Regions from separate parts of the Mus musculus genome. Here regions 1, 3, 4 and 5 are each linked to region 2. The links are chromatin contacts, called in public Hi-C and HiChIP or PLAC-seq maps. All regions are on one chromosome and are shown on one strand. The core of a region is the stretch at or near the end of the contact, and the rest is flanking DNA. Distances in the headings are between cores, read along the strand shown. Region 1 overlaps Tead1 (TEA domain family member 1). Region 2 holds the start of Tead1 (TEA domain family member 1). Region 3 overlaps Parva (parvin, alpha). Region 4 holds the start of Parvaos (parvin, alpha, opposite strand). Region 5 overlaps Tead1 (TEA domain family member 1).

Region 1 (2,700 bases), core at 156-2,655, 200 kb before region 2:
GATGGCCATCAATTCAGTCCACATGGGTGCAAATAGCAGGCTGGCTTTTTCCCAGGTAAACAAAGCAGGATGCTTCCCTGGTTTGTGAGTTCCATGACACATCTGGCATATAAGGTGTAACTACTCAGACAGATACAAACCCACCACTCTCCACAAGTCATGAGCAGAGACACATTATGGAATTTCCTCCAGAAACCAACAAAAAAGAAGTTACTAACACGCTGAGTGGATTAAAGGCTCCAAGATCTGTTTGTAGGCAAGTTCTGGAAAGCAGGGTAGGGGCAGAGGCAGGTGTCAAAGGCAGGTCAAACAAACAAAAATATACCAACAAAAATATACCGCTGGGGCTGGGGATGTAACCCAGTCGGGAGAGTGCTCGACTACTATGCATGAGGATTTAGGTTTAGTCTTTTGCCTTCATAAACCAGGAATGTTGGCACATGCCTATAATCTACACATGGGATGCAAAAGCAAGAGGATCAGGAGTTCAAAGCCAGCCTTTGCTACATGAGACACTTAAGGCATGGCTTCTCCTCATTGTCCTCTTATTCAATATACCTATTTATTCAAAGCTATGGTTCACTGTTCAATTTCATGGATTAGGGGTTGGGGGGGAGACCTGTGCTTTGGGGCAAACATGAAAAATGCAATTATCAGTCCAGTGTGGTAGTCCATGCCTTTAATCCCAGCTCCTGGGAGGCAGAGGCAAGTGGATCTCTGTGAGTTCAAGGCCAGCCTGGTTTACAAAGAGAGTTCCAGGACAGTCAGACTGTTACACTGAGAAACCCTGTCTTGGGTAGGGAGAAAAAAAAAATCTTTAAAATGAAGCCTGGTCTAGGTGTGTGGGATCCAGACCCTGAAGAGGGGACAGGGCAAAGGGCCAAGGACAGAGAAACTGTCCCTGCAAACCCTGTGGCCTCTGGAGAACTGGCTACAAGGGAGCTGACAGCCCACATAGAAAGGACACTTGGCGGTGTCACAGGCTAACAAGGCAAAGCTTGCTGGGTGAGTAAGGAGAGAACCCCTAAGGTAAAGACATAAAGGGGCAGGGGCAGCCTGTGGACATACCCTTCCAACTTATCTCCCTTCATTTTTGAGTGTGCAGAGGGCTGGGCAGGAATTATGAGGTTATAGAAATGAAAACCATCCAGGACTGTCCTTGACAAGAGCCAGTGTAATGGGAACTGATGGATGGGCCGTTTTCAAACCACCACTTTGAATCTCCCCTCTGCATCCTCTCTGAGCCATGATCAAAGGACCAAGATTTCAAATTGTGAAGCAATTTTTTCCCAATGGCAGCATCTGGCTGCTTGGCAGGCGGCACCAGGAGCTGGGCCTTGCTGTGGGCGGCTGTCCAGGCCTGCCACATGGTGAGGCTAGGCCAGGCAGGGCACGCCTTGCGGGCTTTGCAGCTGCTCCCACAGGCGCCAAAGGACAATTGCTCTGCACAGGGCAAAGGGGCCCTGAGAGACTGAGCTTAACTAGGGAGCGAGGGGGTAGGTTTGGAGAGAGCTGGCAGCCCCAGAGCCCTCCCACACTGCTTCATTTGCATGCCCACCCCACAGGATTCAGGGGTCTGGGCAGGGGAGGCCTGCGTTGTGCTGGACACCGCTCCAGTTAGACAGCCTGCCTATGGGGACAGGGAAGGAAGGGGCTGCCAGCAGGGAAGTGGGCCCCTGAGTGCAGCCATTCACTGGAGTCTGTGTGCCCTGACACAACACCACTGAAGCAGAGGCCACAGCTGTTTTAAATAAGAATAACAGGAATAAACTCAGCCAGCCTAGCTCTTCAACTTACTTCCCACTAATTATGGCATATATTTACATCCACAAAATAGACGATTTTTAAAAACACCACCGGGACCCTTTATTGTGCAGACTGCACACCCCCATTTGAATTTCATAAACATTCAGTACTTCAAAGAATCTTAAAAGCTTGCTCTAATTACAATAAGCCTCGTCTGAAAAGGCTGTCTGTTTGCATTGCAAATTTCCCACCAATGCAAGTATTCATTTACAAAAATGCAATTAATATTACCCACACAACTCCAGGTAAGGACCCACTGTAGGCTTCAGGCTGGAACTGTCATAGACTCAAGGTCTTAGCCCTACCAACTAAGTCTCTGTTCAGACTGCTTGCTTTCCAACTGAGCCAGGTAATGAAGTCCTGGGCGTCCAGCGGAGGTGGCCTGACCTTACCTAGTTCATCAGTGTACAAAGAATGCTGCCACTTTCCCAGGTTGTTGCTTATTTAAGAGGGACATTCCATCCATGAAATGTCCCTCTTAAATAAGCAACAACCACCAGGCAACCAATCACACACAGTGAAATAACAGCTGTACGTGAATAAGCTATAGGTTACCCAGTGAAACCTGCATGGCAGATACACATCACCAGTACTTTGGTACACAAGCGTTCCAGTGATCTCATAGACACTAGCTCTGGGATTTAAATTTAAATGGGAAGGCCTCAGTGTTAGTTACTCCCCCAATAATTCTACTAATGCTAATGAGTCATCTTTACTAAAAAGAACAAAAACTAAGACATATCCTCAAATGCTGACTGCTGTAAGAAAATGTCCTAATTGTATACAAATACTGTATCCATCCATGTACAACCCTCAGACTGGGTTGACAGGTAACTGGGCCTAGAGTCTGTCTCACATTTTATATCGTATTCTTTTATCTTCTTGAATTACTTG
Region 2 (2,758 bases), core at 106-2,605:
GAATATCTGTCTGTAAGTTTCCAGCGCTGAGATCAATTTGCATTTCTGTAAATCACAGACAGCTTCTAAGAACTTAACAAGCCTCCTGAGAAACGCTGGTGGCTGGTATTTCATTGTTTCATAAATATTTTTATACGGGTGACACCATTCAACTTAAAATAAATCTTTAAAAAGGAAGACGATTAAGACCGAGGAAAATTAGTCTGGCTTTTATTTTCACGGGAAGAAGATAAGTGAAGTGTGAGCCCCACTTCTTAAAATGTAGCTTTGATTATTTTAAAAAATGCATTAAAAAAGAAAAAGGAAACTCCTAGAAGTTGAACTTTCTTTCAAACGGGCCTCTAGACTTTGAAAACAAGTGGTGCTTTCGCGAACAAAGGCTAAAAGTGTCCCCAGATTTTTTTTGGGGTCCTCCTGGGGATCGTATCTCCTCCAATAAACAAACAAATCCCCCAGTATTTCCTACCGAGGGGAAGTTTTCCAGGGAGAGTCTACTCCCGGGTTTGGTGGTAAGTGCGACTCAGTCTTTTTTGGACACAATGTTTCTGCTGACTCCTGAAAATTTTCCACTTGAATGTGCACTGGAGCGGCGGCGGCGGCGGCGGCAGCTCTGGAGAGGCGGCAAGAGCGAGAGAGCCCTCTTTCATCTCCCGGGAGGAGGAGCCCGGATCGGCGCGGACCCCGAAGGGGCCGGGCGCCGGGGGAGTCACCGGGCTGCAGGCTCTAAGCTGCGCGCCGAACGCTCTCCCACCCGCGATCGCGCCAAACTCGGCGCTTCCCAGGCAAGGAGCGAGGTGCGCGGGAGAGGGACGCTGGAGAGAGGGGCGCGCAGAAAGGCGAGCGGGGCCGCCTGTTGCCGCGCAGGGTTGCGGCCCAACTTGCAGGGCGGCGGGGCCGCTCCCCTCTTGGAGCCGCACACAAAGCGCCGATCGCGGTGACGCCTAGACAGCCCGCGCCCCCGAGTCCGCCCCGCGCGCAACTTACCACGGCAGCCCGAGCGGGCGCGGCAAACTTCGGGGCGCTGGGCCGCCGCCCCCGCGTTACTCCAGCCGGTACTCCCTGCGGTACTCCCGCGCCGGGCAGCCCCAACCCGGCCTCGCCGGCTCCCGGGACGGGCAGGGCGCGCCGGGGCAGCTGCCCGCGCTCCGGCGACGCTGCGCGCTGGGGGGTCAGCGCATGGCCTGCGCCCCGCCGCGGCCGCCCCGGGCCCGGGCCCCGGCGCGCGGACTCCCCGCGAGCTGGAAGCGAGTGTGCGAAGTGCTGGGGGGCGCCCGCGGCGGGCGGCGGGGCCGCGGAGGCTCGGCTCGGCTCGGGCGGCGCGGCGCGGCGCGAGCGATGCGAAGAATGTGCGGAATGAGGACAGGAATGAAATGAACGCCAGGACCGAACTCGCTCCGGAGGGGTGGGGCCTCGGTGACGTCATGCCGCCGGGTCCTGGATGGGGCGGGGCCTGCCGCCGCGGTGACGTCATGGTGTGGGGCGGGACGCGTGGGGCGGGACTTGGCGCCCACGGGGGAGCGAGCCGCGCGCGATGGCGGGGGCTCAGGGCTTTGTGCGGTCCGAGGCGGGGCGGCCGGATACTAGGAATGCCGGGTGTGCGCCCTCCGCCTGCTGTGCCTCAGTTTACCCCCTCCTGGTTTGCACAGGCAACGACGCTCCCAGGCTGGAAGGGAGGTTGCTCTTCAGGAAACTGAGGCCGGAGTGGGCGGCTTCCCCAGCCCGCCACTCCTCCTCTAGCCGTTTCGCTTTACCCAAGTTCGGGGTGCTCGCGCAAATTCTGGGCTTTGCGAACTCCGGGTTGGAGCGTCACGGAGTCCTCGCCCGCCTCCTGCCCTGTCTTTCTAGAAGTGAAGCTCACTCGTGCTGCGAGTTGAGTCTACAGAAATCCTGCACCCGGTTAAATAAAATAAATAAAGTCTTGCCTGGCTGCAAAAAGCAGCTTTGTGCCGTCCCTTTATGGAGAAAGTGAGAATCAATCATAAAAGGTTTGAACTCTTTTTGGAGTGGACGGCGCCTCAGTACTTGAGAAACTCCGGTAAAGTTAACGGAGGCTGGGACAGACATGCTGGCAGTTTGGGCCGGTAGCAGTCCGTAGTTTCCCAGAAAGGAGCCGGCCCTTCCCGCACCGGGACTTCCTTCTTTCAGCTCTGGCTTCAGAACAAACTAATGGCGCCTGTTTTGTGCCCGAGGATTCCTGGAGTGTGCATAACTCAGGAAAGCCAATGGGACTCACTGAGCGCGTTTGATCGGAAACAACGATTACCAGTGCGTTTTAAAGGCAGAAATATCTTTCTCTAATGCATTTTTAAAATTATACGTCAAGAGAATTGAAGACTCCCATGCCGTTGTAAAAAGTAATACAGAGACATTCTTTGTTCGCTTCACTCAGCTCTTCCCCACGCCTGTCAACCAAAATTATATCCCAGCCAGGGTATTAATTTTCGAGCAGATTTTCCAGATCAACTTGTACACATCACTGTGTATTTTTTTAATTCTATACATTCTATAATTTCTCACCTGTGTAGATGTCCACCGCAATCAGGTACAAATGTGTATTATTTCCAGTTACTATGCAGTAATGTGACAGGTTGACAGTAAGAACTTCACACACCCGAGCAGAGTATTAGAAAATACACGACGATTTTTCCCTTTAAAACTCTGGCAGGTGTATGTCTCTTTTCCAGATAGCCTTCCATTAACACCAGCGAATAAGACAGAGGGCAGAAAACGCCAGAAGCAGTTAAAAGCACTTGCTGCT
Region 3 (2,700 bases), core at 18-2,517, 180 kb after region 2:
CCAGGTTCAGTTCCAAGCACCCAGACAAGGGAGCTCACGATTGCCTGTGCCTTGAGCTCCAAGACATGTGATGTCCTCGTCCAGCCTCCACGGGCATTCACCTATACATGCATATACTCACAGACAAATACATTTATGCACAAATAGAAATGAAATAAAAATTCACAAATAGATATATCCAGGGCAGAAGAGTTGGTTCAGTGGTTAAAGGTGCTTGCTCCATTTGTAGAGGACCCAAATCCAGTTCCCAGCCCAGATCAGGGAACTCACCATTAACTGTAGCTCCAGTTTCAGGGGATCTAATACCCTTTTCTGGCAGACACTATACCCATGTGCATAAACGTACAGACATACATATTTACACGTAATACAAGATAAAGCACATATCCACATGATCAAATGTGGCTCTTTGATGGTCAACCTGCTCCTGTGTGTGTGTGTGTGTGTGTGTGTGTGTGTGTGTAGTTTTTGGTGTTGTCTGGGTGACTTGCTTCCACCTCCTGCCTTTCCCATCTACCTGCAATCCCACTTCCTCTGGCTGCACAAAGTAACTCGGAGTTGAAGGAGTTAACAGTCACTAACAGAACCCGTGGGAGACAAAGCATTGGCCCCCATGATCATAAATCTCTTTCAAAGCAAGTCAGACTGCATTCTCTTCAGGCTCTCTAAACTCGGCTTTCATCGTCAGTTACATAAAGTGATATTTACGTCTGTTCCAACGTTCTTCCTTTCCCAACACGTTTATCTCAGGAAATGACAACAGGAAGACACCCCCCCCCAACCCAAGCACACATGTTATTTTTTAAAGGGGGGGCATGTTAAGGAATCAGGCTAAATCACTGAATTAACAGGCTTTTTTATTGGAATTCACTTTTTAATATAAATTCTCAAACATCTGTAAGCAATATTTTATAGACGTGAGCAAGAAAACAAGTGAGGCAAAAAAAAAAAAAAAAAAAAAATCCCCATGACTTAACCATTACTCAGCTACAGCAGTGTTTCACAACCCAAAGCAGAATAGGCAGGATTTTAGGATAACTGAAAAGGTGATTTTATTACGAATACATATCATAAATATCATGGATGTCATCACAGTGCGGTCCTTCTGGAAAGCTTATTCCTTCGGAGGTAGTGGTCCCATGTTTGAGATTTGGGTCAGCATAGGTGACTCCAATGGAAGCTAGTGTCTCTGCTTCTCCAAGGACCCCAGCTTCAGCCAGAGCAGGGAAGGCTGGGAATTTCCAGCTGGTGCTGAGTCGGAGTGACGTTAAAGTTAGAAACAACAGAAGACACGGGAAAGTCCCAGATGGCCCGAGTCTCAGCTGGGTGAGGGTGAGTTTGTCACACTTGGCAGGGCCTTAATGAGGAGACAGGTGTGCCTTCCGGGGCTGGTAAGAGCACACGGGGACCTGTTTAAAGGAACTGGGATGTGGGGAGACAGGAGGGGACCCACCCAGGCATGGGAGGACTGGAGATGAGGAGCAGAAATGCCTGAGAAGAGCTTAGGATTTTGGAAGCCCTGGGTCGATACTTCTTCTTCTTCTCCTCTTCCTCTTCCTCCTCCTCCCTTGAATTATTATATCTAAGTACACTGTAGCTGTTTTCAGAAGTACTAGAAGAGGGTGTCAGATCTCAATACAGATGGTTGTGAGCTACCATGTGCTTGCTGGGATTTGAACTCAGGGCCTTCGGAAGAGCAGTCAGTGCTCTTACCCGCTGAGCCATCTCTCCAGCCGCCTGGGTTGATTCTAAACACTGAGTTCTCTACTGGATCCCACGGGCATGAAAGGGGCTGGCGACTTCTGGCAGGGACTGCAGATGGGGGCTGGGTATGCAGTGGTAGCCAGTCAGAAGCTCACAACCCTGAGGATGTGAACAAGGGGCAGGTGTGAATAGTACATCTGGGTTACACTGGCAGCCAGCCTGTCAAATGCCAGGGTCTCTGTCCTTGCTTGCTGGGGAAGGGCTCTGAGGTGGCCTGCACAGGCAGGGGGTGGGGTGGGGGCTCTGGCTGGTCATCTAGGCAGCCATCTACTTACTTATCAACTAATATAAGCACTGTGTCCTGGGAGTCAGTCCTAGAGCAGGGCCAACAGGCTGCTCCTCCCCCCCCCCCACTCTCCCTCCCATGTGTGTGAAAGGGATATCAATTGCTTAAATAAAAGAAATCGAGGTGGAGGAGGCTGGAGCTGGGCAGGAGGAGTTTGTACTGGTCAAATTTCTCAATAAACATTTGCTTTGCTGATAAGTTTGGCCTGTGTGCAGTGAGGAATTCTGTTCCTTCCTGCTAATGGCATCAGAGGGGGTTAAAGGTAGACCGCTCATCTAAACCTATCCGGCAGGTTTGGACGACTCTGGCTCTGAGGAGGTGAGGTCAGGGGCCAGGAGGGAGTCAGTTACCTTAGGATAACTCCTTTGATGGTTGCCCTAGGGAATCTCTCTTTAATGTCCTCTGCTACAGCTATACACAACCAGTCTGTCTGTCTGTCTGTCTGTCTGTCTCCTTGTTATACAGAAATAAATGTGGAATGTGCAGTTACTACAGAATCCATAAAATAAATATACATTATTACAGAAGTCACTAAATCACCATTAGGATGGCATTAGAATTATAACCCCCCTTCCCATCTATACCCCCTTCCCAAGACTCAGAAAAGAGGTAGCCTCTGCTAACTAGCTAATTGTGTGTCTAGGAGGGCA
Region 4 (2,700 bases), core at 8-2,507, 140 kb after region 2:
GATGAGTAGATGTGGGTATTATGCCTCCCCAGGAAAAGTTTTTCACATAGCAGCAGGCAAAGTGACCTTGAACTTTGGCCTTTACCTCGTGGTGCTGGGATCAGAAGCATGTATAATCAGCTCTGTGGTAATGTGGTGCTAGGAACTGAACCCAGGGCTTTGTGCATGCTAGGAAGCACTCTTCCAACTGAGCCTCACTCTAGCCAGGGGACACTTTGTCCTCTGTTTACTATCAGATTCCCAAAGAGGTCAGATAGCACGTGCTTAGGAACTAGATGCCTAGATTCAAACTCAGGCTCTACCACTTTCTCTGCTATGTGACCTTGGACAAACCCATTAATTTCCTGTGCCTCAGTTTCCTCATCTACATGATGGGAGTAAAAATAATATTGCCAACTTCTTAGATCTCTTGAGAAGATAAAATGAGTTCCTGGTCCCTGGAAAGAACCATGGATATATGAGCTGCTGCTACTATTTAAGATGATACCTCTAATACTCTGTACCTGGCGAGTATGTATTGATTAAGTAACTCAGACTGCAAAGATCACTGTTTAGGGAACAGGCTAGATGCAGATGCAGAATTTACCCAAGGAGTTTTAAAAAGGCCTTCATGTTGTTGGGGTGGGGGTGGGGGTGAGGGTGGGGTCGTGGGAGAGTGTTGGGCCAAGAGTCATTTACCCTTTAGTCTGAACTTTAGCCCGACTCTGCGTGCACTATTGTGCATTTCTGAGATAGAATTTGTAGCGTTTGTTTTGTTCTTTTGAGACAGAGTCTTGCCAGGTAGCCCAGGCTGCTCCCAGATTCACTATGTTGCACATGATGGCCTCAAACCTGCAGCAGTCCTTTTGCCTTGGCTTTCTGGGTGCTGAGATTACAAGATTACACTATTCCTGACCAGTCCGCATTTTGTGAAGGAAGAAAATCCACTTCTGCCCCAAATGTAGCTAGAGCCAGAGAATAAACACAGTGGTCTTAAAATATCTCCATCTGACTAGAAAGATGATATTCCCAGCCGGGACTCTTAAAGGTGGGTCTGAATGAGGTCTCCCCTCCGAGAGCATTGTTCAGAATGTTTGCAGATGAACACAGCTACAGTCAGAACCCCGCCCTCTGGCCTGCCTCTTCAATTCACTCACAGAGACATAACAAGCCCCAGAAGAAAGGCTGAGATATGCTTACAATTGGAAATGGGTGTTTGGAAGAAACCATTGGGCAGGAACCCCATTCCCGTTCCATTAACCGCTGACTCAGAGCCAGTTGTTTGGAAAAGCCAATATGCAAACTGCTCAGTCTGCGCCTGGCCCCCGCCCCACGAGGCCCCATTAGCAGCCACTTTCCCAAAACAGCCCGCCCTGCTTTGGAAGGTTCCTTTCTATTCAACCCGAGCAGGGCCCAGCAGCAGCCTGCTTGCCAGGCCCTGAGCTGGGAAAGACAAAGGGCCGCGATTGAATTTTCTCGGCGGCGCAGAATCTGAAGATGTTGTTTACTCTAGAGAATGGGTTGAAGCTCCCGGCCCGAGGGTGCAGTCTCTAGCTGCTCACCCGCCATTAGTCATAACTTAATAAAAGCCCTAAACGGCTAGCGGAAGAGCCGGCTTCGAAGGCGCAGAGATTGCCTTAGTTCACTCCAAGAAAAGGGGTTTCTTCATCTCATTTTATTTTCTAGAAAATGCCATCTGAAATGAGGTCCACATCCAGCAGAGGCAGGCTTGGGGACTTGAAGAGGTGGATTCGAATCCTGCTCTGGTTTTATTAGCCGGAGGACCTGATGTGGCTTCCTGCAGTTAGAGCTGAAGCCGTTCGTCTGTTTTCCTCCCGTGTTTATCCTTTTGAAAGAACCCCCATTTTCATCTAGGATCCACCTGCCCTCCTGGGTCTAGAGTGAGATCCTGATTGCTTCAAGTCAGTAATGATGCTCCCCACCCTTGCCTCGGGGGCCATATGATACAACTCTAGTCAGAGCTTTGAGTGGAAATAGTTCTAGGAGTTTCTAGGAATAATCTCCCCCCATTTAAGAAAGAGTCCCATGGAAGGTAAGTCTTTTTCCTTTCTTCTCTCCAGCATTGTATTGGGCTTTTATGTATAACTTTGCTATGGTTCTTTTATAGCCAAGAGGTAAGTCTGCCCGAAGAAGCTAACATGCTGAAGTTGTCAAGAAGGAAGGAAAAGAGGGGGAGGACGTTGTTGATACTGGTGAGCTGCTGCCCCGGAAACCACCCCTTACTATGTAAGCTGGAAGAGCAGATGGACCAGGGACAGTCTACCCAGTTAGTGCATGGGGATAAGGATTACGTGGATAGCATAGGTCTGTACTTGATAGTAACTTAATCTCCTCTTTCTCCCCAGAAAGAACAGGATAGCCACAGGACTTGGTGAACCCTAAACTTCTATGCCTGGGAACCCCAAGAACCCCAGGAGAGAAACAAGTATGGAAAAAAGAATGGAAAAAGTTTTCTAAAGGTGAAAGAGGGTTGTGGGTGGAGCTGGGCTGGTGGGTGGGGCTGGGCTGGCACACTTGAAGCCCTGGGTTCCATCTCCAGGGACGGGTGCACACAGCAACTCCAGCACTGTGGAGGGGAGGCAAGAGGATCCTAAGTTCAAGTCCATACATAATGAGTTTGAGGCTCCCTGTGCAGGATCCCTAATTATATTCACTCAACTGAGAAGCACCACTGAATGCCTCCTCTAGAGCCTGGAGACA
Region 5 (2,700 bases), core at 128-2,627, 130 kb before region 2:
TGGGATGAGACGTGCCTTATGCTCCAATCACAGTTGGCATTAATGACTCAGAAGAATTCTGTATCATCACCTCCAACCTACCTTCCATGTCCAGGGCAGTCCCCAGTGAGATGGGTAAGAGTCTCCCCCAATGAGTGAAACTCAAAGAGAACTTACAAGGGAATAGAAAGGAGATGCTGGGATGAGTAACTCCTAAATTCTCATAGATTTTCTGGGCTGGGTACCATGAGAAACTGTGGGAAGTCAATGGTATAGCCAAGACTATCGTGTAGAAACTTGGGTATTATTCTGGCTCAAAATAGACCAGTGTAAAATGCTGTGTGCTGTGCTTCAGTTTGGGGGGACAACCCTGAAACAATACCTCCAAATGCACCTGCACTATGACACACTCACCAGCATCAACAAAGTGAAGGTAGTAAGGCATCAGAAGGCATGGTGTGGGCATGGCGGTGCCCACCTGCAATCTCAACACTTGGGAGGTAAAGATGGGAGGAGCAGGAGTGAGTTCAAGGCCAGTATCTCAGCTATATGAGCTACACCAGACTGTGTCAAAACAAACAATCAACCAGAAAGTGAAAAGGGGGGAAAAACATAAATTTTTCTTTCCAATATTTAAACAGCAATACAAACTTTCAGTGATGCTGCGTACATTCCATAATGGTATCATCTGTAGAACTGGTGCCTAATACAAAACAGAATTTAAGCAGCTCATTCTACTCCATCTTGCTCCCAAGTGTTTGAGGCAGGTTCCAAAAACCCAAGATGAAAACAAAAGGCAAGAATCCTACCAAAGAGAAGATAGATGTGGAGTGAACAGGAAAAAATGAAAATCAAGAAGAAGGTTTCCTGGGCTGACTGAAACTAATGAGAAAAAAACCCAAGGTGAGACTCATTCACTTAGAGTCGTGTGTGTGTGTGTGTGTGTGTGTGTGTGTGTGTGTGTGTGTGTGTGTGTGTGTGTTGCATGTATATAGGTACATGTATATGGAGACCCAAATGCCATATGTCTTCTTGATCATTCTCCATTCTGTGGAGTTTTGAGGTAAGCCTGGTCTACAAATGAAGGCCAGCCAGAATAATACGTGAGAGTCTGTCTTTAATGGGGCTGTGAGTAGGAGGTAGGGTTATATCCACTACTTGAGCCGATTTCCTCCTAGCTTTCACTTAAAATTTTTATTAATGAATGTTCCTTTTAAAACACAGACATACAACACACACTTCCAAATACACCTCATATCCTCATTTTTGTTGTTCAAATGTGCTAGGCATTGCAACTCATTAAAAAAAAAAAGGAAACTGTACCTTTAAGAAACTCAGCTCATAAACACCAGGCTTTGGAAACCAGGGTTCAGCAAAGAGGAGCCAATAAAAACCCTGTAACTTGAAACCAACCCACACAGCATAGGAAGAAAGGAGCCCAGCAGCGCCCAGTTTGCAGGACAAGAAGCTAATTGACCGGAATGTCTGCTGCATAAGCTATAAACTAAGTACATAAAGAACAATATGAACATACAGTTAAACAAAAAGGCCAAACTCTCCAACACCACACTGTGCACTAAACAAGCGGGATGATTGTTTGAGGAGCCGCCGGAGGAAGAAGGGATAATTAGCGTCCTTGTGAATCAAGTGTCTGCCAGGAAAAGGTCTCCATCCATGGAGTGGCCCTGGAGCAATGGCACCTTTTGCCCTTAAGAGTCAAGCTGGGAGTTAGGGGGATGGTTCAGGCAGAAAGAAGGACCTAGCAAATCCATAGCACCTAACCCGTGGTGTGGGAGTGAGGCCCAGATCCCAGCACTGAGACAGGACACACAGAGCTCACTGGCCAGCTAGTCTAACTGAATGGTGAACTCTAGCCCTATGAGATACTCAGGCTCAGAAAATAAGGTCAGAGAGCCACTAAGGAAGACACCCAACATGGACCTTGGGCATCTACACAGGCACACAGGCAGGAGACACATACACAGAGCCAAGGTTGGGTTTGCAGGACCGTTTATTGACAACCATGAAGAAGGTAAACATTCTTCAGGCAAAGTGTGTGAGTAGAGCCTCACACTCTACTGTGGCCACCTCTCCTTCTGGAACACACAGTCTTCAGGTTTCACCAGCTGCCACTTTCTATGACCAGGAAGGGTCATTTTCTCTCATTTATTGCCTCACTGGCTTGGGATAGAACAGTCTGTGCCAAAGGGGTGGGGGAGGGACCAAAGCATCCACCCAAGTCACCATGACACAAAGAGAGCCTACAACAAAATAGCATGTCCATGAGAGTTTATCCAGGGCTCAGAGAAATGGGACCTCAGATCTGCCTCATTCTCTCACTGAACATGGAAGTGGGTAATCTTCACCTTTCTGGTGCCTCCTGTAGTCTCCAGAAGAAGCTGCAAGGTAGAGAAGTGGGTACCTCAGGACCCAGAGTTTGCAGATCCAAGTTCAAATCCCCACCCTCCCTGAAGAGCAGTGTCCCCAAGCCCCTCATTTACATGGCTTTCCTTTTTGATCACGCTATCCTGCTCCAGCACAGTTGAAAGCACAAAGAAGAGACTTTTAATTTTAAGGCTCTGAATTTGACACAGATGTGAGCCTATTACTTCATCTATGATACTCAGAAAATGCCAGGACAGTCTCCTTGCTATGCAAGGGATGCAGACAGACAATCAGAAGGTGCAGTACCCCACTGAGAACTCACAGGCTAGCTGGAGT

What was found. Hi-C and Micro-C count contacts between places; a contact is called where the count stands out from the background. HiChIP or PLAC-seq counts read pairs in DNA pulled down with a chosen protein or histone mark.
Region 1: an H3K4me3 HiChIP or PLAC-seq map of embryonic basal ganglia shows a contact between it and region 2, with 3 times the contacts expected there. The contact joins the enhancer-like site here to the promoter of Tead1 in region 2. A contact is called at or near these places in 2 of 15 datasets of contacts at CTCF or cohesin (both in the NIH/3T3 cell line), 7 of 484 Hi-C or Micro-C datasets (the C2C12 cell line, cardiomyocytes, embryonic fibroblasts and 3 more), 24 of 115 datasets of contacts at active chromatin or transcription factors (CD8 T cells, astrocytes, cardiomyocytes and 16 more) and 3 of 9 other capture datasets (adipose tissue, liver and pancreatic islet).
Region 3: a contact with region 2 is called in a Hi-C map of uterus, with 3 times the contacts expected there. The contact joins the enhancer-like site here to the promoter of Tead1 in region 2. A contact is called at or near these places in 1 of 39 promoter capture datasets (3T3-L1-derived adipocytes), 2 of 15 datasets of contacts at CTCF or cohesin (both in the NIH/3T3 cell line), 4 of 484 Hi-C or Micro-C datasets (Sertoli cells, embryonic stem cells and uterus), 21 of 115 datasets of contacts at active chromatin or transcription factors (the NIH/3T3 cell line, craniofacial prominence, differentiating embryonic stem cells and 16 more) and 2 of 9 other capture datasets (adipose tissue and pancreatic islet).
Region 4: a contact with region 2 is called in a KLF4 HiChIP or PLAC-seq map of embryonic fibroblasts, with 14 read pairs. The contact joins the promoter of Parvaos here to the promoter of Tead1 in region 2. A contact is called at or near these places in 2 of 15 datasets of contacts at CTCF or cohesin (both in the NIH/3T3 cell line), 5 of 484 Hi-C or Micro-C datasets (nephron progenitors, palatal mesenchyme, reprogramming fibroblasts and 1 more), 12 of 115 datasets of contacts at active chromatin or transcription factors (craniofacial prominence, embryonic fibroblasts, embryonic forebrain and 8 more) and 3 of 9 other capture datasets (adipose tissue, liver and pancreatic islet).
Region 5: a contact with region 2 is called in an H3K4me3 HiChIP or PLAC-seq map of craniofacial prominence, with 4 times the contacts expected there. The contact joins the enhancer-like site here to the promoter of Tead1 in region 2. A contact is called at or near these places in 4 of 39 promoter capture datasets (the 3T3-L1 cell line, 3T3-L1-derived adipocytes, cranial neural crest and 1 more), 3 of 15 datasets of contacts at CTCF or cohesin (the NIH/3T3 cell line and large pre-B cells), 20 of 484 Hi-C or Micro-C datasets (3T3-L1-derived adipocytes, the C2C12 cell line, the HL-1 cell line and 13 more), 25 of 115 datasets of contacts at active chromatin or transcription factors (the NIH/3T3 cell line, craniofacial prominence, differentiating embryonic stem cells and 16 more) and 2 of 9 other capture datasets (adipose tissue and pancreatic islet).

Annotation. Positions count from the first base shown.
Region 1 is chr7:112,882,791-112,885,490 of GRCm38.p6, reverse strand. All of the region lies in intron 10 of Tead1 (TEA domain family member 1), which reads right to left. Among named protein-coding and RNA genes, the nearest start is that of Rassf10, 70 kb to the left of the region's middle. Within about 2 kb of position 1,405, at least 111 of the 459 cell types and tissues checked have an H3K27ac peak or open chromatin away from gene starts, as enhancers often do. A contact at or near this core is called in the C2C12 cell line, astrocytes, craniofacial prominence and 7 more, where this site is marked.
Region 2 is chr7:112,677,953-112,680,710 of GRCm38.p6, reverse strand. It overlaps Tead1 (TEA domain family member 1), which reads right to left and starts at 1,355. Exons shown (of 13, transcript NM_009346.4): 1 at 985-1,355.
Region 3 is chr7:112,498,253-112,500,952 of GRCm38.p6, reverse strand. The region is part of intron 1 of Parva (parvin, alpha); the gene reads right to left. Among named protein-coding and RNA genes, the nearest start is that of Parvaos, 36 kb to the left of the region's middle. Within about 2 kb of position 1,267, at least 96 of the 459 cell types and tissues checked have an H3K27ac peak or open chromatin away from gene starts, as enhancers often do. A contact at or near this core is called in the NIH/3T3 cell line, adipose tissue, embryonic fibroblasts and 4 more, where this site is marked.
Region 4 is chr7:112,534,240-112,536,939 of GRCm38.p6, reverse strand. Parvaos (parvin, alpha, opposite strand) reads left to right here and starts at 1,257. Exons shown (of 5, transcript NR_154467.1): 1 at 1,257-2,032; 2 at 2,108-2,192; 3 at 2,346-2,459. All of the region lies in intron 1 of Parva (parvin, alpha), which reads right to left.
Region 5 is chr7:112,806,343-112,809,042 of GRCm38.p6, reverse strand. All of the region lies in intron 2 of Tead1 (TEA domain family member 1), which reads right to left. Among named protein-coding and RNA genes, the nearest start is that of Tead1, 130 kb to the right of the region's middle. Within about 2 kb of position 1,377, at least 109 of the 459 cell types and tissues checked have an H3K27ac peak or open chromatin away from gene starts, as enhancers often do. A contact at or near this core is called in the C2C12 cell line, the HL-1 cell line, the N1E-115 cell line and 14 more, where this site is marked.